Linked DNA regions of Rattus norvegicus: region 2 is linked to region 1. A link is a contact called in public HiChIP or PLAC-seq data. All regions are on one chromosome and are shown on one strand. Each heading gives the region's core, a stretch centred on a gene start, on an enhancer-like site or on the middle of the called end of the contact. The rest is flanking DNA. Distances are from core to core; before and after follow the strand shown.

Region 1 (4,563 bases), core at 621-3,120:
AAGTGTCTTAGATGCTTCTCTGAGTAGCGGTCCTTTCCAGGAAGTCACAGAGGATTCGCTAGCTACTGAGATTCCAGTGTTTTCCCCAGGGCCAGCCTCAGGCAAACTGTGGGAGAGCCCTGCCACCCTGCATGTCTACTCTAGCCAAATCTGTCCTCACACACTTTAATCACAGGAAATACTGCTAATACGTTTAAGCCTCTTCTACACAGCAGACATTCTGTTAAGGGCTTACAACCATACTGCTTTTGTAAATGTCACAACAACCTTGCAGGAGTTTTTACTTGCTTCCCTTTACAGACAGGGGTGCTGAATCCCAGAGGGGTTGAGACAGCTGATCTTGGTCACATAGACAGGGTTGAAATTCACAGCCCATTTTAAAAGTTCTGTCATTCTTGTTGGCTGGAGTTCATGAGTCCCCTTCCAACCCTAAAGGTAGTTTAATCTAATCCCCCAACTAAAAATCAAATTGTTCTTAACGTTTGAAAAAGTCCAAACTCCTTCTGTTTTCAATTTGGTTTCTTGGAGAATATTGGTGTGTGTGTGTCTGTCCTGTTCTAACTGGCCACTCTATCAGTTTCGACATAATCCCACAAAGTGATTAGGAGCTATTCAGTTTTCTCAAATTGTCACACTTATGCCCGACCACTAAATAGATGATATATATATATATATGTATATATATCTATATATATATATATATTTCTCTAAGCTTAAATACTACTCCCTTCCCAAGAGAATTGATTTCCCAGCTTCCCACTGCAATAACAGCAACAGCAATGACAACAGCAACAGCAAAGACAACAACAGGGAGGTTCCAGGAAGTGTCCCTTAATCAGCCCCAATGCTAGGCTACTCGTTATAGGCCCTCGGGCAATTTAACTGTGAGACACACGTTTTTCATCTGTAAACACCCAAGTTAAAAATATCATCCTACCTCTAGGGTTGGGGGGGGGGGAGAAGTAAATGAGATTACATAACTAAAACTTTATAACGTGAGTGGGGGCGGGGCTGGTCCCGGAAGTGCGCATCTTTGTTGCCCTCCTTTGGGTTTTCCGTAGTTCTTCATTTAAAGGTCTACGGGTTTTCTTTGTTTCCCGAATTCACCTTAGATTTCTCACCCCCAACTTTCCTAAGAAACCCCCGCTTTTCAATCCTGGTCTTGCAGTCTCCATTTCCACCTTGAGCTAAAATTCAAGACTTAGTAAGAAGGGGGGACAGCTGCTTTGGAGAGCAGCTTTTTAATCCGGGATGGTTTCTGGAGACCCCCGCTGTGACAGGGTGCTGAGGGGGCCACCTCCCCGAGTGAAAAACTAGGCCAAGTTTTAGGTGACGGAGTTGCTTCTGTCGAACATTACACAGGCAGCTCGGTAACAGATCTTTTTTACCCTATAGTATTTAATGGAAACACTTTGTCAGACTCGATAACAAGAAATTGTTCTTACTGGCTACCAGCAACCCCTCCCAAATCAGGAAGTTAAAAAATCCTGCATCTTGGGAAGAGGCGAGGAACCCAGTTCATTACCAACATTTTAAGGCTCTAAATTATGTGTTCAGAAAATGTCCCCTCCTTCCTGATCCCGTGATTGAAAGATTCCAGACGCCCCGCCAGGATACTTTCTTTGCAGTGGTTCTGGTCTCTGGCCAGGGGCCCCAGACACCTTGGGGCTGCATTGTCAGCCTTGTCGCACCCAGGACAGACTCCCTAAAAAAAGGCGCGAGTGCAGAAGGGCAGCCCCGGGTTGGGAGACGGGTTGGCCGCTCGGATTCCGAGCTGAGCTTTCGTTTCCCGTAGGTCAGAAGGCGCGGTGGGTGGGGGCACGGGTGATCATCACGCTGTCCCCAAGCCCTGCTGCGTCCCCCGCCCCCAGAGTCTCCACGAAATTTTGCCGCACTGATGTATGCGTCTCGGGTTTGTTAGGACCGTTAAGTCTCCGATGTTCAAACCCCGAAAAAAAAAAGTGTGGGCCAGACGGAGGGCTGGTGCGGGGATTCACCCATCCCGTGTCCCCCGCCAGCTCCTGTGTTCGGGCGGCCCTGCGCTTGGCTGTGTCTTCTCTGCAGAAGCCTGACTATCCGCGCTCTTCCGAGCATCCCTCCCGCTCGATCGCCTCGGCCACGGTGACTGTGCCCCCACGGGCCCTGAGCCCCCCGCGAGCCACTGTAGTGGACCCATTTGGAGCTCCCCGCTCCACCTGGCGCCCGCGGTCCCCCATCGCCCAACCCCCTGGTTCCCGGCCTTGGGTGCTGTCTCCGACCTCGCCCGGCCTCTTCCGCGCAGATCTAGTCACCGTGCGACACGGGGACTCTCGAGGCCGCGATCCCTGTGGGCCCAGCCAATCCAGCAGGGGAAAATCCACCCGGGAAGAGACACCCCCCCCAATCCCCGCGCTTCCCCGCACCCCCCAACACACACCCCATCATCTTATTTATTAGTAATTCCACCGGCTCCGCCGTGATTCATCTCTTAGGTTGTGATGGTTCAAAGTTTAGACTTGGGACCTAAAGGACGTCTTTTATAATCTTACAAGGAACGGTAGTTGGGGAAAGAGAAACCTGACACAGAACGGATTTTTAACCTAGTGAGAAAGACTTGATCTCTGTGACCAAGGTTTTTTCATTTTCCTCCCAGAATCTCAACGAATGATCCATAAATTAAAACTTAAAACAATTATAGTCCACTTGCCTCGAAGCATGGGGCTGCGGGCCAGCCCCGTGAAGCATGTTTGAGGGCTATCAGGAGATTGAAATTTAGGATTAGAACTCCACCTTTAAAGCCTTGCGCTGAGGGCTGTGTGTGTGTGTGTGGTGGGGGGTGAGGTATCAGAACAGGCTTCAGTCTTCTCTGACTCTCATCTTAGGACTCCTCACTTCAGAGAAACTGGCAGGAAGTCCGAGGTGTAGGGATTATGCAGCCCTTGTGCATGCTTGGTGCTACAATCCTGCTCACTGATGTAGGTAGATACAGTTAAGTCAGTTACAGGTTTTAAGTTTCTGCACCTTTCCTCGTGCTTTCAATCCTGGGCGAAGGGGGCCGGGGATGGGGGAACCGACAAATAATTCTTTTCCTTAAATAGAACAAAAGAGTCTATCCAAGGGATCAATGTGGAGATTGATAGACACTACCTCCCTCATGCCAGATCCCTCCCGTTGTCCTCCTGCGCGATTGCAAGTGGAGTGTTCTGGAAACTGCCCTTTCCATTGTACGAAGGACACCCCGCAACACACACCAATCTTTCCCTCCCTTCCTCCTCCTCCTCCTCCTCCTCCTCCTCCTCCTCCTCCTCCTCCTCCTCCTCCTCCTCTTCCTCCTCCTCCTTCTCCTCCTCCTCCTCCTCCTCCTCCTCCTCCTCCTCCTCCTCCTCCTCCTCCTCTTCCTCCTCCTCCTCCTCCTCTTCCTCCTCCTCCTTCTCCTCCTCCTCCTCCTCCTCTTCCTCCTCCTCCTCCTCCTCCTCCTCCTCCTCCTCTTCCTCCTCCTCCACCACCACCACCTCTCTCTCCCTCACATTCGCCCCCTCCACTGGCTTATCAGGAGCAATCTTCAGGTCTTCCCGATAGAGGAGTTTCAACACACAGTCCTACAGCCAGCTGAGGTGTACCCAATCCACGAGATGTGGGGCAGTGTTAAGGAAGAATCTAGAGTATTTTAATGGAGCGAATTATCTTTGTTTACTTCAGTGAATCACTGCGCCTTCCTTGTTGTTTGTGACCTACGGGTTTTGCCAGGGATCTCACAGCCAACCTCCTGTCAGAGGGGGAGAAAAAGAAGGAAGATGTGTGAGCTCCCCCTGGTGCCTTCCTGAATTCAGGCTGACTGAAGCAAGACTGCAAGGAAACAAGCCTGCAGCAGAAGGAAACAGACTTCACCTGGGTCCTGACTGACACTTGGATCAGGATGCTAAAGCTTTGGGCCTACGTTTAATGTGGGTCCTTAGAAGGGGCATGGTCTTCTCAGTGGACTTTTTGAACTCCTGTGTGGAATGGGGATTTTGTTAGCTGGCTGCGTTGGGATGGACTTCTTTTGAATCAAAGTGCTTACTTTGGGGCCGGAGTTTTTCTCGTTGTCAGCGTGCAGTTATTCAAAACCAGTAGCTTTTACACACTTCCTGTTGTGCTGTAGACACAGGAGTTGTCATGGGAATCCGGCACCAACCACCGTGACCAGTGTCCTACACCCCATAGCCTATGTCAACAATGTCCTACGCTTAGGAAGGGGGTCAGAAATATTGCAAACTCTAGTCATTTACAAAAGGCTGCAGGGAATTTTTCTCTCAGTCTCCTGGGTGTGCGGTTGACAGAAGCCCTTAACAATATGTTCACAGGTATTTAGTGAGACCCATTCTTTAGCCATAGGCGGGGAAAGGACAGACAGATGGACCACACTTAATTCCTCTTATACCTAGGTCAGTCCATTTCTGGACTAACTTCCCTAAAACAGCGTGGGTCTAGGTTATGGGCGGTTTCTATTTCCTGTGTAAACACGGAGGTTTTGTTTCCTTTTGTTCGGAATGTGTGACTTTGGTGGAGTCAGGAGTTCCCAGAGCCAAGAGTATAGCTTGAGCC
Region 2 (4,563 bases), core at 542-3,041, 150 kb before region 1:
AGGAGGCGAAAACATCTAAAGGAAAACAAAGAGATGGCATGGTTGAAAGGAAGACATTCGTGGCTTCAGAGTTCACCAAAGATCTCTCACACTCTTGATAAATAACTTGGAGTTAATGCTAAGGCATTATTTAGGAAAACATAGAGCCGTCACCAACCAACTTAAAACTAAACCAGGCACCGGGGTTCCAACCTCCTCCTCCCTCCTTTACCACTGTAGCTTTCTCCTCCTCGGGTGACTTAGATGGCTAGACAGTCCTACTACATTCTGAACACAGTCCCCAAGGCATTATCAAGACATAGATTGGGGGGGGGGGGGGGACACAGCAGTCTTTCTAGAAAACACCACGTTGACAAAGGAGAAGAAAAAGTTGTTTGTTTTATATTGAAAACCTTGGGCATAACATAAATGTGGCAATGTCCCTTCCCATCCGTTACAGGACTTGTCTGCCACACATGAACCCAAATCAAAATCAAAATGCCACCTGCAGTAATTTCTCACTTCAGCTCAAACATGAGAGCAACGTAGGCAAGTCTCTCTCTCTCTCTCTCTCTCTCTCTCTCTCTCTCTCTCTCACTCTCTCTCAATCTTTCACTCCCTCTCTCTCTCTCTCCAGCATCTATTTCCGCCCTAACTGGTTTCCCTCTTCTCCTCCAGTCTAATGCGTTTCACACACCTTCCCCGAGTCAGAGCCTGCAAAAAAGCAAAGGAGCGAATGGAGAAAGTGCAACAAGCAGAAAGGGGGCTGCAAAGCCGCCTATGGGCCACTGCTTCCTGCCAAAACTTTCAGAGAACCACTTCTCCACGGGGTCTGCGGGAGGAGCAGCAGAGGTGGCAGCCAGCTTCGGCAGGCAGCAGGAGCGGGAGCAGAGTGGGGGAGCCCCACTTAGAAGGTGGTGTGGATTTTATTTGTGTGTTTGGGGGGATTCTTTTTTTTCCCCCTTTTGCTTTACAAAACGCATGTTACACCAAACTCATCTGGCATTAAAACTGCATCCATGCTCCTGACTTGTCTGGAAGCAGAGGGGAGGGAAGAAGAACCAAGAGAGTACAGTAGTAAAAACTCCACAAGTGTGTAAGTTCCTCTTTGTGCTGATTTCAAGACTGTAATTTACTAAAATAGTCCAAGGCACACTGAACAATGTATGCTCAATTTATGCATAGGAGTTCCCAGAATCCCAGAAGAGGCGACCAGGCGGAAGTCAAGAGGACCCACACAGAACCATCCGCCTCAAGTTCAGGGCACCTAGCTCCTCTACTGCCTATTTTCCATTTTTAAAGTAAATAAATATTATGTAAATCAGATGTGCAGCCTGACACAAAGTTAGCAGCGCACTCTGTGTGCAGACGTGGCCAAGTTTTTGGTGGACTTTATAGTTTTAAGAGGGTTATCTGGTTTTCCTTTCTGCTGGATTGAGATTCCATTATTTATAGAGAAATTGGTAGGTAAAGAAATCAAGGCAAGTAATTAAACTCGTAAAAAATAAAAATAAAAAAGCTTGAGTTTTCCACATCCCAAAATTAGTTGTTAAAAAGAAAAAAACTTGTCAAAAAGACCCTCACATTTTCCAAGGATTCAGCCAATTAAAAATTATCCCAGTCTTTCCCATGTCTATGGGTGCCTAGCTGGAGTGTTGGGGGAGGGTTGTTTTTTTTTTTTTTTCCACAGCTGTTGTTAGTTTCCACCGTTCTTTCTTACCGCACTGAAATCCAGTAAATCACTCAGCTCTTTGTCCGTCCCTAAGGCAGCCATTCGCTGTTGGTGATGCATTTTAGCAAAATCACACAAACCTAGAAACATGGAAATAACCGCAATCAGAAAATCCAGTCCCAATCCTTGGAGAAAACACAATCGGATTTTTGGAGACTGGGGGGTTTGGTGGGGTGGGGGGGATATAGGGGCGGATGGGATTAAGGTAGAAAAGGAGGAAGGAATGGGAGAGTTGTTGGGTTTTGTTTTGATTTTTTTTTTAATGGAATAGGCAGCAATAGCAAAAAAAAAAAAAAAAAGGAAAAATAGCAATATTGTATTTCCAAAGAGACGATCAAACTAGTAACATCCACTATAAAACCAAATCCAGGAGAGAAGGGGGGTAGCCGCTCTTCAGCGCATCCATTTATGCAACAGGAGGTAGAGCGAGAAATGAATGGATCACAGAGAAAAGAGAAACTACTGCACGAACCGGTCTCAACTTTCCCCCCACCCTCCACCCCACCCCCTCACACGCACACACTCACGCGCACACACTCGCACACACTCATAGCACTCCCTCCCCCCCCACCCCCCACCCCCCCCCCTCGCCCTGCAAAGTAGCTCGAAAGAAATTAAAGACCAGCGTCTCTGGAGTGCAAACCGGTCCACAGGGGGGTGGGGTTGCCGGGGAGGGAGAGCCCAGAAGAGCCTCAGGGTCCTCCAATTGTCCTGCACCCCTAATTTGTGAAAGAAAGGGTTGTAAAAAAAAAAAATTGAAGTCAGGCCCATTGGCAAAGTGCGCTGTGCCCGGGAGCCCGCCGGGCCCGGAGGGGGCGGAGGCCGGGGGAGGGGACGCCGCCGCTCCCCAGCTCCCGAACCCCGGCGGGGACAGCCGGGACCACGGGGCCCCGAGCCCGTGTGCGGCCGCCCAGCCCGGCCCGGCCCGGCCCCGCCGCGCATCCGCCCAGCCGGCCCCGCCGCGCCGCTACCTACCGCCCGCGCGCGACGAGGGGCTCCCGGTGCAGCGCCGGCGCCCAGGCGGCGGTCATGTCTATCCCCCTGCCTCCGCCACCACCACCTCCTCCAACGGCCGGCGCCCGCGCCCGCTCCGGCTTCCCCGCCGCCGCCGCCGCCGCCGCCGCCGATCCGCAGACACACAGCCAAGATCCCTGACTCTTAACACCAACTCTCTTCTCCCGGGAGGGGAGGGGACGAGGGAAGGGGGGAGGGGGAACACGGCGAGGCGCACGGAATTGCAAGTTCAGCAAAGAAATGGGTGGGGGGGCTCCGGCGGGGAGACGCGGCGCTCCGGGTCGGGCTGCCTAGGAAACACCCCCACCCCAGAAAAAAAAAAAATCCCAACACCTCCCCCGTCTCGAGGAAGAAAAAAAAAAACAAAACCCACCAAGGAAAATTCACCCAGCACCTCATTTTCCCCCTCAGATCGCCAGTTACAATCTGAAGCCTGAACAGTTGAGGATTTGCCGGGTTCATCCACCGGAGGCACTTTGAAATTGATTCGAGTTTACATCCCCTCTCACTTCTGTCTGTCTCTCTGTCTGTCTCTGTAACTCTCTCTCTCTCTCTCTCTCTCTCTCTCTCTCTCTCTCTCACACACACACACACACACACACACACACACACACACACACACACACACTGCAAAGCAAGTTTTGCTTTGCTGCAAATACACGTGATGCATAAAGACTTTGCCAAGACGAATAATATTTTTCTTTTCCATACAGAAAGCCATCCACATTTTTTACTAGGGGGGATATTTTGTTTGGATAGTTTTGCGTTTGGGGCCGAAATCTGAATCAGACTTTCTTCTTTTCGCCCCTTTAACTCACAGAGCCGTATAGCTGCAAACTTTGTTTTAAAAATTAAATAAATAAATCATTTAAAAAAAAAAAAAACAAGGTAATTTTAGGGAATGAATATGGTTTTGCTTTTACACTTGAGTTCCTAACTCCAAGTCCGCGCTCCGAAGCACTTCAACTTTCAACTCAACATTTGCCACTATAGGCCCTCATGCTCATTAGACACACTTTTTCTACATTACCTTTTAGGATAAAAATTAAACTTTAAAATTATCTTTTCGTAATAACATGCGTGCTTTACCCAGTAGACGCAGCATTCATTATTTTAATGTTAAAGAACACATTTGCCCAACCCTGGTATTGCTAAATGTGCGAGTACGCACCGAAATGCATGCACACACGTTTGCCCACTGGCAATTATTTAATCGGTTGTTCCTTTTGTTTGAATAAAACATTGGGAATCAACATTCTTAAAATTCAGTTCAATTACAAACAGTTTACTCTGACAGCAAATTGTAACGTTACCTTCAATGGCCACAAATATGCTCACAATATTCCAAGGAAAGAGACTTTAAAAAGAGAGACAAAAATCTTCTGCAAGTACTTAGTATCTCACATGTGTATTCCCCCAAAAGAGTATTTTAAATAGTAGTCAGTCCTGTTCCAGGGTTAGCCACAGATTACAAGATTATGCACTTGGCTCTGGTTTTTGCATTTTCCATCATAAAACTGAAACAAAATCCCCTCCCCCAAAAAAGTAATCATAAAAAAAAATCCGACAACTTTTTCTTATTGTTTATAAAAAATAATCAACACAGGATAGTTATAATTGTTCTTCGGTCTTGTTGGTTGTATTTTTTTCTTCTCTTTCAAAGTCCTAAACTTGTTCCAAGTTTAGAGGCGTCTCATCATCATCATCATCCTCAACACCATCATTGACTCCCCCGAGGAGTCACATTGATAATAATAGGTTTCCCTGAAAGATACATTGTAATCCATTCACATCCGGGCACTGCGGCTTATAAAGAGAAGGCGCTGCGGCCGCGGCTG

What was found. HiChIP or PLAC-seq counts read pairs in DNA pulled down with a chosen protein or histone mark.
Region 2: an H3K27ac HiChIP or PLAC-seq map of oligodendrocytes shows a contact between it and region 1, with 11 times the contacts expected there. The contact joins the promoter of Tcf4 here to the enhancer-like site in region 1. A contact is called at or near these places in 6 of 12 Hi-C or Micro-C datasets (the A7r5 cell line, Schwann cells, frontal cortex and 3 more) and 1 of 1 datasets of contacts at active chromatin or transcription factors (oligodendrocytes).

What each region holds. Positions count from the first base shown.
Region 1 is chr18:65,067,023-65,071,585 of GRCr8, reverse strand. No RefSeq gene overlaps it. Among named protein-coding and RNA genes, the nearest start is that of Tcf4, 150 kb to the left of the region's middle. Within about 2 kb of position 1,870, at least 38 of the 93 cell types and tissues checked have an H3K27ac peak or open chromatin away from gene starts, as enhancers often do.
Region 2 is chr18:65,216,873-65,221,435 of GRCr8, reverse strand. Tcf4 (transcription factor 4) reads right to left here and starts at 1,791. Exons shown (of 19, transcript NM_053369.2): 1 at 1,700-1,791; 2 at 1-15. The coding sequence starts at 1,771.